Regions from separate parts of the Podarcis muralis genome. Here region 1 is linked to region 2. Evidence: chromatin contacts called from public Hi-C data. All regions are on one chromosome and are shown on one strand. The core of a region is the stretch at or near the end of the contact, and the rest is flanking DNA. Distances in the headings are between cores, read along the strand shown. Region 1 holds the start of MYBL2 (MYB proto-oncogene like 2). Region 2 holds the start of AAR2 (AAR2 splicing factor).

Region 1 (4,101 bases), core at 1,058-3,557, 430 kb before region 2:
AAGCAGTGGGGGAGAAGGCTCCATATATAATTTTATATGTTATTTCAAAACCACTGATTCCATTTGCAAATCCAGCTGCTGTCCTCATCTTTGGAATTGTCTCTCTCTGGAGGCTTACCAAAGCACAAGACATTGTTATTCCAACAGATTTTTGGTAGCCAGAGTTTTGGTAGAACAGTCACCGTATGACTCACCAAGTCACTATATGACTCGCCCAAGTCCTCAAGATCAAGTGGGATATACACCCAACCAAATAAACTAAATTAAAACAACACCACTAGGGGTAGGTAAAAACCTCATCCAATCTCTCAGCCAGTTAGAATATTCATGAATATTTTTATGGAAGGATTCAAAAAGATCCCTGCACAAATATTCCTAGTGGGCAAAGCGGCTTAGGCTAGGGCTGGTAAGTCCAAGACCCTCAGATGTTGTTGGGCTACAACTCCCTCACTCCTGACCATTGGCCTCGCTGGCTGGGGTTAATGGGAATTGGAGGCCAACCCACGTCCTTGGGCCACAGGTTCCACATCCCTAAGGTAAAGGTAAAGGGACCCCTGACCATTAGGTCCAGTCGTGACCTACTCTGTGGTTGCGGCGCTCATCTTGCTTTATTGGCCGAGGGAGCCGGCGTACAGCTTCCGGGTCATGTGGCCAGCATGACTAAGCCACTTCTGGCGAACCAGAGCAGCACACGGAAACGCCGTTTACCTTCCCACCAGAGCTGTACCTATTTATCTACTTGCACTTTGACGTGCTTTCGAACTGCTAGGTGGGCAGGAGCAGGGACCGAGCAACGGGAGCTCACCCCGTCGCCGGGATTCGAACCGCCAACCTTCTGATCGGCAAGTCCTAGGCTCTGTGGTTTAACCCACAGCACCATCCGCGTCCTTCCACATCCCTAGTTTGGCCCAAAAGCAGGAATCTAGGCCACTTACATGTGCAGTGCTTATTTAGAGTGTTAGACTAGACCAGGGTCCAAATTCCCCCTCAACCATGATGGTTGGTCTCCCAACCTAATGCACCTCACAGGTAACTTGCTATGTGGCTCAACAGGGAAAGGGGAGATCCATGCACACCATTTTAAACACCTTGGAAAAAATGTGAGCTATAAACGCAACACCAAATAATATAAGTAATGCCATGCTGCCTTTCACACATCATTGTTGTTGTTGTTTAGTCGTTCGTGACTCCATGGACCAGAGCACGCCAGGCACTCCTGTCTTCCACTGCCTCCCGCAGCTTGGTCAAACTCACAGCACCCTAAATGGCCAGAACATTCCCAGTAGTCTCCTCACAGATACAGTGTGTCTACTCAGAAGTAAGCGCTATTGAATTCAGTGGGGCCTACCCCGCCCAGTAAAGTGAGTTTAGGATGCAGCCATAAGCCATGATTTTTCACAGCTTTCCCAACTACCCCCACCTGGTAGCTGGACCTGGCAGTCCTCATATAACAACCATTAGGTCCACCATCCAGGCAATCCCAATTCAAGTCTTTGCCAGCTCGTTATCAGTTCCTCTCCTTGCTTTAGCACCAGAAGGCCTCTAAACAAGATCTGGGGGGGTCCCGCTCCAGACTGTGGCCCACGATCCCTTTCATAACCGAACTGCTCTTCCTTGCAAAAGGATCAGCTTAATACTAATAATGATGATGAAAAAAGGACAAAATAGATCACTAGGGAAAGCAGAGTGACGCTCTTCCTTTCTCCCTCCCGCACCGCTTGGCGCAAAAGAGCCAAGTTCCTCTCCCCGCCCTTGCAAATTCACGCGGGCCATTTTAAGCACCTTTAAAGCAGCTTTCCCCTTTCAGATCGCGGCAAATAAATCATCCCCGATATAATTTTACAGATCTATCCCTGTGTATGCTCCACTACCGTGGACGGTGAGTCAATCAGTTGGGGGGGAAAGGGAGGGGGGGAGGAGAGAAAGGAAAAGAAAACAGGCGGGGAACGGATTTCCCACCACCTTTCCAATCCATCCTAAACGATGCCTCCAAAAACAGCTGCAATATTCTCTTTTCCCGCCCCCCGCCTCAAATGCAACTCACCAGCGAGCCCTGCGAGACATCCTGCCTTTTTTCCCTCTGCGTTCAAATCATGCGATGGCCAAAAATAATAATAAAATGAAACTTCCAAAAGAACAGAAAAGGCTACCAGAACTTGGAGGGGGATGGGGGGACGGATGCCGCTAAAGGACCCCCTCTGAATAGCGCGCGCAAGCCAGGCTGCTGCTGCTACTGCTGCAGCTCCGTGGCTCGCGCCCGCCCGGGACTCCGAAAAGCACTTTCCTATCTCGCGCCAACTCCGCCCCAGCCAGCCACCTTTTCCGGCGGAGTGACGCTGCGCGCGCGCGAGGCTGACGACACACAGGGTATTCTTGGGAGGGAAAAAGAGGAGGCGGAGGAAGAAGAGGTGGGAAGGGCAAAAAAAAAAAAGTGGCGCGCGCGGGCAAGTTGCAGCTTTGTATACTGTATTATCTCTTTATCTATAATAAAGTTTTTATTTTCCTTGGAGCAGAAGTCTGCTCCAAATCTAAGAAAGTGAAATATGGTGTTGCGACACTGCAGCAAGCAATGAAGAAACAAAAGCCAAAATGCTTACGTGGGAAATAAGATGGGTGCAATCGGTTTCTCATTATTATTTCAATAGGCGAAATCATCATCATCATTATTATTATTATTATTATTATTATTATTATTATTATTATTATTATTATTATTATTATTTGCTACATTTCTTAAACAGACTGTATTTGTGGATTGCAGGTATTTATATAACCCGCCTCTTTATTTGGGGGTTTTTTTTCTCCTGTTAAGGAAAATATGTGTCGAGATTGAATGAGCAGCGTCCCTTTTTCCTTTCACTTTTTGAGTTCGCTTATTAGCACTGCTAAAATGTAACTTTTCCCGTTAATGAATTCCGACGCGGGGGTGGTTTCTTAGGGTTAGTGGACGGCGCTTCACGCTTTCCGGTTTAGTACTTTTATCCTGCCCTTCCTCCAAGAGGTTAGAGTAGAGGAGTTCGGAGTGTCGATGCTGCGCACAAACTCCGGGCCATTTTGTCCTCCTAACAACCCTTTGAGGTAGGCAAAGGGCTGAGAGAAAGTGACGGGTCCCAGCAAACCCTAAGCGAGCTTGACGGAGGAGACTCTTGGGTCCAACAATTAACCCTACACAGCTTCCCTCTATCATTGATTGCAATCCTTGTTTCTAGCAGGGCATCTGCGTCTTTCATTACTGCTGCGCAACAGGCAGAAATTCAAGAGGCGGTGCCTTTTTCCATCCTCCACTAGTTCAGTGCTGGGAAAGCTTCACGCATTGGATTTCTGCCTGCCATTGAAATGTTAAAAGCTGAGAAAGCCCCTGCAAGAGAGAAAAAGTGCCCGAAGGAGTATTGTGCCTTAACAGGCAGATGAACACAAAGTAAGAGGGTAGCAAGCTACCAATGAGATCAAGAGGTGGTACAGGGAAAGAGAACCTGTGGTCCTCCAGATGTTGAACTCCTATTGAGTGCAGCTGCTATAGGCAGTGGAGTTGTAGTCCAGTCCAACAACATCTGCAGGCAGTGCCGGATTTACATATAGCTATAGCTTAGGGATAAGGGACGCGGGTGGCGCTGTGGGTAAAACCTCAGCGCCTAGGACTTGCCGATCTCGATCGGCGGTTCGAATCCCCGCGGCGGGGTGCGCTCCCGTCGTTCGGTCCCAGCGCCTGCCAACCTAGCAGTTCGAAAGCACCCTCGGGTGCAAGTAGATAAATAGGGACCGCTTACCAGCGGGAAGGTAAACGGCGTTCCGTGTGCTGTGCTGGCTCGCCAGATGCAGCTTTGTCACACTGGCCACGTGACCCGGAAGTGTCTCCGGACAGCGCTGGCTCCCGGCTTCTAGAGTGAGATGAGCGCACAACCCTAGAGTCTGTCAAGACTGGCCCATAGGGGCAGGGGTACCTTTACCTTTACCTTTATAGCTTAGGGCTCCACTCTCTTGGGGGCCCCCCAAAAATTGGATGTACATTTCCAAAATATAAGATAAAAAACAAATAAAATAAAACCTACATACAGCAGCAGTGTTTTGTGTTGTGTAGGCTCCTATGAGGTAAGTAATGGG
Region 2 (4,125 bases), core at 213-2,712:
AAAGGATTAAACTGAGAAACAAGGACTCACAACTTACAAAATTATTATTTTTTAAATATCCCTGAACTCCTCTCTTCCCAGATGCTTCTGCTGTTCTCAAAGTCATGGTCTGGGAAAGGCTTCTAGGCCTGGAGGGTGGGGCAAGGCAGGTGGGAAAAGCCATTGCCTGATGGCCAGCACAGTGTCTCTCCCTTAACTTTAATTAAAAGAAGCTTGCATATCAGGGCTGGGAAACAACCTTGCCCAAGTCCTTGGAAGGAAAACTTCTGAGCAGTCAACTGAGCTTTTATGAAGCGGGCAGAGGACCTTGCTTGGAGCCTAAAGTAAGAGTTCTCTATCACTTTAAAAGACTTCATGTTTTTATTGTTTGGTGTTTGCTACGCAGATGTATCTGACCCTCTTAAAAACCTATAACTTCAAGACCTTATAGCAGGAGCAGGAAACCTGTGGCCCTTGAGAAAATTACAACATCCACCATCGCACAACAGTACTCTTCCTTCCTACTGTTTCCAGCTGCTGTTATTTTACTTTTTTATTATTATTCAGAAGCACACTGCTTGCAACAGTGGAGGCAGAACGTAGCCATTAGGGTTAGTAGTCACCAATAGCCTTCATGAATTCTTGTTTAAAATAAGGTTACCAGATTTTTTTCAATGAATCTGGGGACACTTTTCAACTTCAGTAGGAATGATAGAATTTTGTATGGGGACTGCTTTGTAAATCCAGGGACATCTGGTAACCTTAGTTTAAAACCTTCAAACTGGTGTCAGATAGATATGGTTTCACACTAGAAAAACCCTAAGATCTCCCAACCAGAGCCAGGTGCAAAAAACAATAGTTTGAATTAAACAAGGAGCCTCTGACCGAGCACAATCTGGACCTAGGAAAGTGGTTCCAGGACCAGAACTGAACAAGGCGCAAAGCCATTTCACACAAGAGACCATACCTGGTTATCCCATGCTTTCTAAACCCCAGCTGCCTAAACTGATGGGAGGATGTTGCTATTCTAAAACCACCGGGGAGTCAGAAACGCTTTGTTGCTCTAGTCCATGGCGAATAACCCAGAGATCGGCCAGTAGATCCCTTATGCTCTGTTTGACTGATTATCTTCTCTCGCGGAAACCGTCCTCTCCGCCCGCAGGTGTGCAGGGACACCTCATCGCAGCGCCGGAGAAACCTGCACAGGAGTCACCGCGTTTTCTTTGGTGCAGCTGCTGGCACAGTGCCGAGCCTCTCGGTACGGAGAAAGGACGGAGGATTAAACATCCGCAATCCCGCCAACTTTCCAAGCAAGCAAGCAAACACGTCGCGCCTCCGCCTCTTACCCAACTTGTCTCTCAACCGGCAAAGGCTACTTTTCAGCATCCAGAGCGGAACGTCTTGAGGCGCTGCCGCGGGACCTACCCGGACTGCTTTTTGAGAGGGACCGGACGTCGTTCGCTTTCCCCTGTCTCTAGGGTCGCCGGATATCCAACGCCGTTGCCGGAAGTTGCCGACAAGTGTTTCCAGGGGCTTGCTGGGGCGAGAGTTCCTCGAGTTTGGCGGCTGCGCTTCCCTTCCTCGGGGCGCGGAAGGGAGGTGAGAAGTGGGCGAAGGCTGCGTCGGGCGGGCGTGGCATCCCCTGCCCTTCGCCTTTCCCTCTTCGCGGCCACACGGTGGGCCCGGGCTAAACTTCCCCAGTATCTTCCCTTGAGGCTGCTCTTCTCTATTCCCTCCCACCCGGGCAGGGCCTCTGCTCTCACTTTAACAGAGCTGCGCGAGGAGTCTAGAAGCCCGCGGGTGCAGCGATAAAGGCAATAAAGCGTCACCTGTGGAACTTGTGCTCCTTGGGCAGCCGGAGTTCAAGGTACAGGAGTTGCAGTCGGAGAGAAGGGTCGTAGAAGTGAATTGAGAGACATGATCTGGAAAGGACCGCGAGGGCCATCTAGTCCAACCCTTCGTAACGCAGGGATCTTTTCCCCAACGTGGGGCTTGAGCCCACGACTCTGAGATGGAGAGTTTCATGCGACTAAATTCCTGTTGCCAGAAACTCTTCTACCACTATTCCTTTTCATTCCTCTTTTGTTTTTCCCCCTTGTTGGCCGCAGAGGCAAGTACAGTGGTACCTCGGGTTACAGACGCTTCAGGTTACAGACTCTGCTAACCCAGAAATAGTACCTCGGGTTAAGAACTTTGCTTCAGGATGAGAACAGAAATTGGGCCGCAGCAGCAGCAGCCGGAGGCCCCATTAGCTAAAGTGGTACCTCAGGTTAAGAACAGTTTCAGGTTAAGAACGGACCTCCAGAACAAATTAAGTCCTTAACCTGAGGTACCACTGTATGTAGTTCTGGAGCACATGCTTTGCATGCGGATGGTCCCATGTTAAACTCATAGCATCTCCCCATGTAGAGCTGGGAGAGGCTCCTCCTGCCTGTGTGAATGTCATGGACTGGCTGGATGCATAGGAGTGGTGGGAGGCACTAGCTGAGGAATCCCCCAAGGAACCCTAGGGGAAGAAGACTCAGAGTTAGGGTGGTGGTGGAGTGGTCAGAGGGAGATGCCTGGGAGGTGGTGGTGTCAGAAGCAGAAGAGGTAACGGTTTAGTGAGCAGGAAGAGGCTGTGGCAGAGACTGAAGCAGATGCTAGAGAGGAGGTTGGCTAAGAGGCAGAGTTGAGGCAGACTGCTGAAGAATCCAGGGAGTAGCCCCCTCCCGCTGTGACCACCCCAGCCCCCACCTCCAGACTCATTAAAAAACACACAGGAGAAAAGGAAAAGAGCAGAGCAGAGATTGATTGTGGACTGATGCCGTTTTCAACTGCTTGGGAAAGACCCTGGAAAGAAGGAGCTTTAGAGAGCAGGGGAAAAGTGAGGACCTCCAGTCCTTGCAGTTGCCTCATTGGAGCAAGACCTACTGGGAAGAGTTGCTGGGATCACTAGGCCTGTGCTGTTTTGGTTTCTTGAATATAGTGGTACCTCAGGTTAAGTACTTAATTCGTTCCAGAGGTCCGTACTTAACCTGAAACTGTTCTTAACCAGAAGCACCACTTTAGGTAATGGGGCCTCCTGCTGCCACTGTGCTGCCAGAGCACGATTTCTGTTCTCATCTTGAAGCAAAGTTCTTAACCTGAAGCACTATTTCTGGGTTAGCGGAGTCTGTAACCTGAAGTGTATGTAACCTGAAGCATATGTAACCTGAGGTACCACTGTAATGAGTTAACTTCACTGTGTTTTTTATTGGTGACCTATGCCTGACACAATCTCCTTGCAGCACTGAGCTAGCTGGACCAATGGTCTGACTCATTATAATGCAGCTTCCTAGTTTCTCTTCAAGCCTACATTAGTCAGAAAGCCTGCACACATAAGTTGTTTAAATCCCATTTACTTTGGGACTTGAATCTTGTTTCCTGATGGAGGTAGTTGTAACTTCTGTCCCATGGACAGTGAAGATAAATTCAGTTGGAAAATTATTTTGCCTGGCTTCTACAGAATGAGTCAGGAATGTGGCCCATCAAGCTTGGCACGGACTAGTCTAGCAAGAGCCTAGTCACATATGTATCATGCTTGTAAAGTGTATTCAGATGAGATTTGTTTGCTCTTTTCTAGATTTCTCATAAGGTTGTAGTGTGACCAAGGGAGAAGCAGAAATGCAGATAGATCAAGACCTGGCAAAGCGGCTCTTTTTTGAGGGCGCTACAGTCATCATTTTGAATGTGCCAGAAGGAACAGAGTTTGGCATTGACTACAACACTTGGCAAGTGGGCCCCAAGTTCCGTGGAGTCAAGATGATACCCCCTGGAATTCATTTCCTTCACTATAGCTCTGTTGATAAGAACAATCGCAAAGAGAGTGGCCCTCGCACCGGCTTCTTCATGAACTTGCAGCCATGTGATCTGCGAGTGCTACACTGGGACCCCGTCAGGGAAGAAGTAGACCTTACCCCAGCTTCTGAAAATGAGACTGAAGCAATGAGGACTAACCTCCAGGAGATGGACCAATTTCTGGGTCCTTACCCATATGACACTCTTAAAAAATGGATTTCCCTCACTAATTTCATTAATGAATTTGTGATGCAAAAACTACAGCCAGAAAGTGGACAGATATGTGCCTTTTCAGAAGTGCTTCCTATTTTGCCTGGGAGGTTTACT

The links. A called contact is a pair of places that touch in the nucleus more often than the background predicts.
Region 1: a Hi-C map of blood shows a contact between it and region 2, with 3 times the contacts expected there. The contact joins the promoter of MYBL2 here to the promoter of AAR2 in region 2. A contact is called at or near these places in 2 of 3 Hi-C or Micro-C datasets (blood and tail).

Annotation. Positions count from the first base shown.
Region 1 is chr5:74,898,189-74,902,289 of rPodMur119.hap1.1, reverse strand. It overlaps MYBL2 (MYB proto-oncogene like 2), which reads right to left and starts at 2,307. Exons shown (of 14, transcript XM_077929240.1): 1 at 2,045-2,307. The coding sequence starts at 2,064.
Region 2 is chr5:74,471,456-74,475,580 of rPodMur119.hap1.1, reverse strand. AAR2 (AAR2 splicing factor) reads left to right here and starts at 1,462. Exons shown (of 4, transcript XM_028734938.2): 1 at 1,462-1,578; 2 at 3,584-4,125. The coding sequence starts at 3,625. LOC144327835 (a long non-coding RNA gene) reads right to left here and starts at 1,445. Exons shown (of 2, transcript XR_013392994.1): 1 at 1,326-1,445.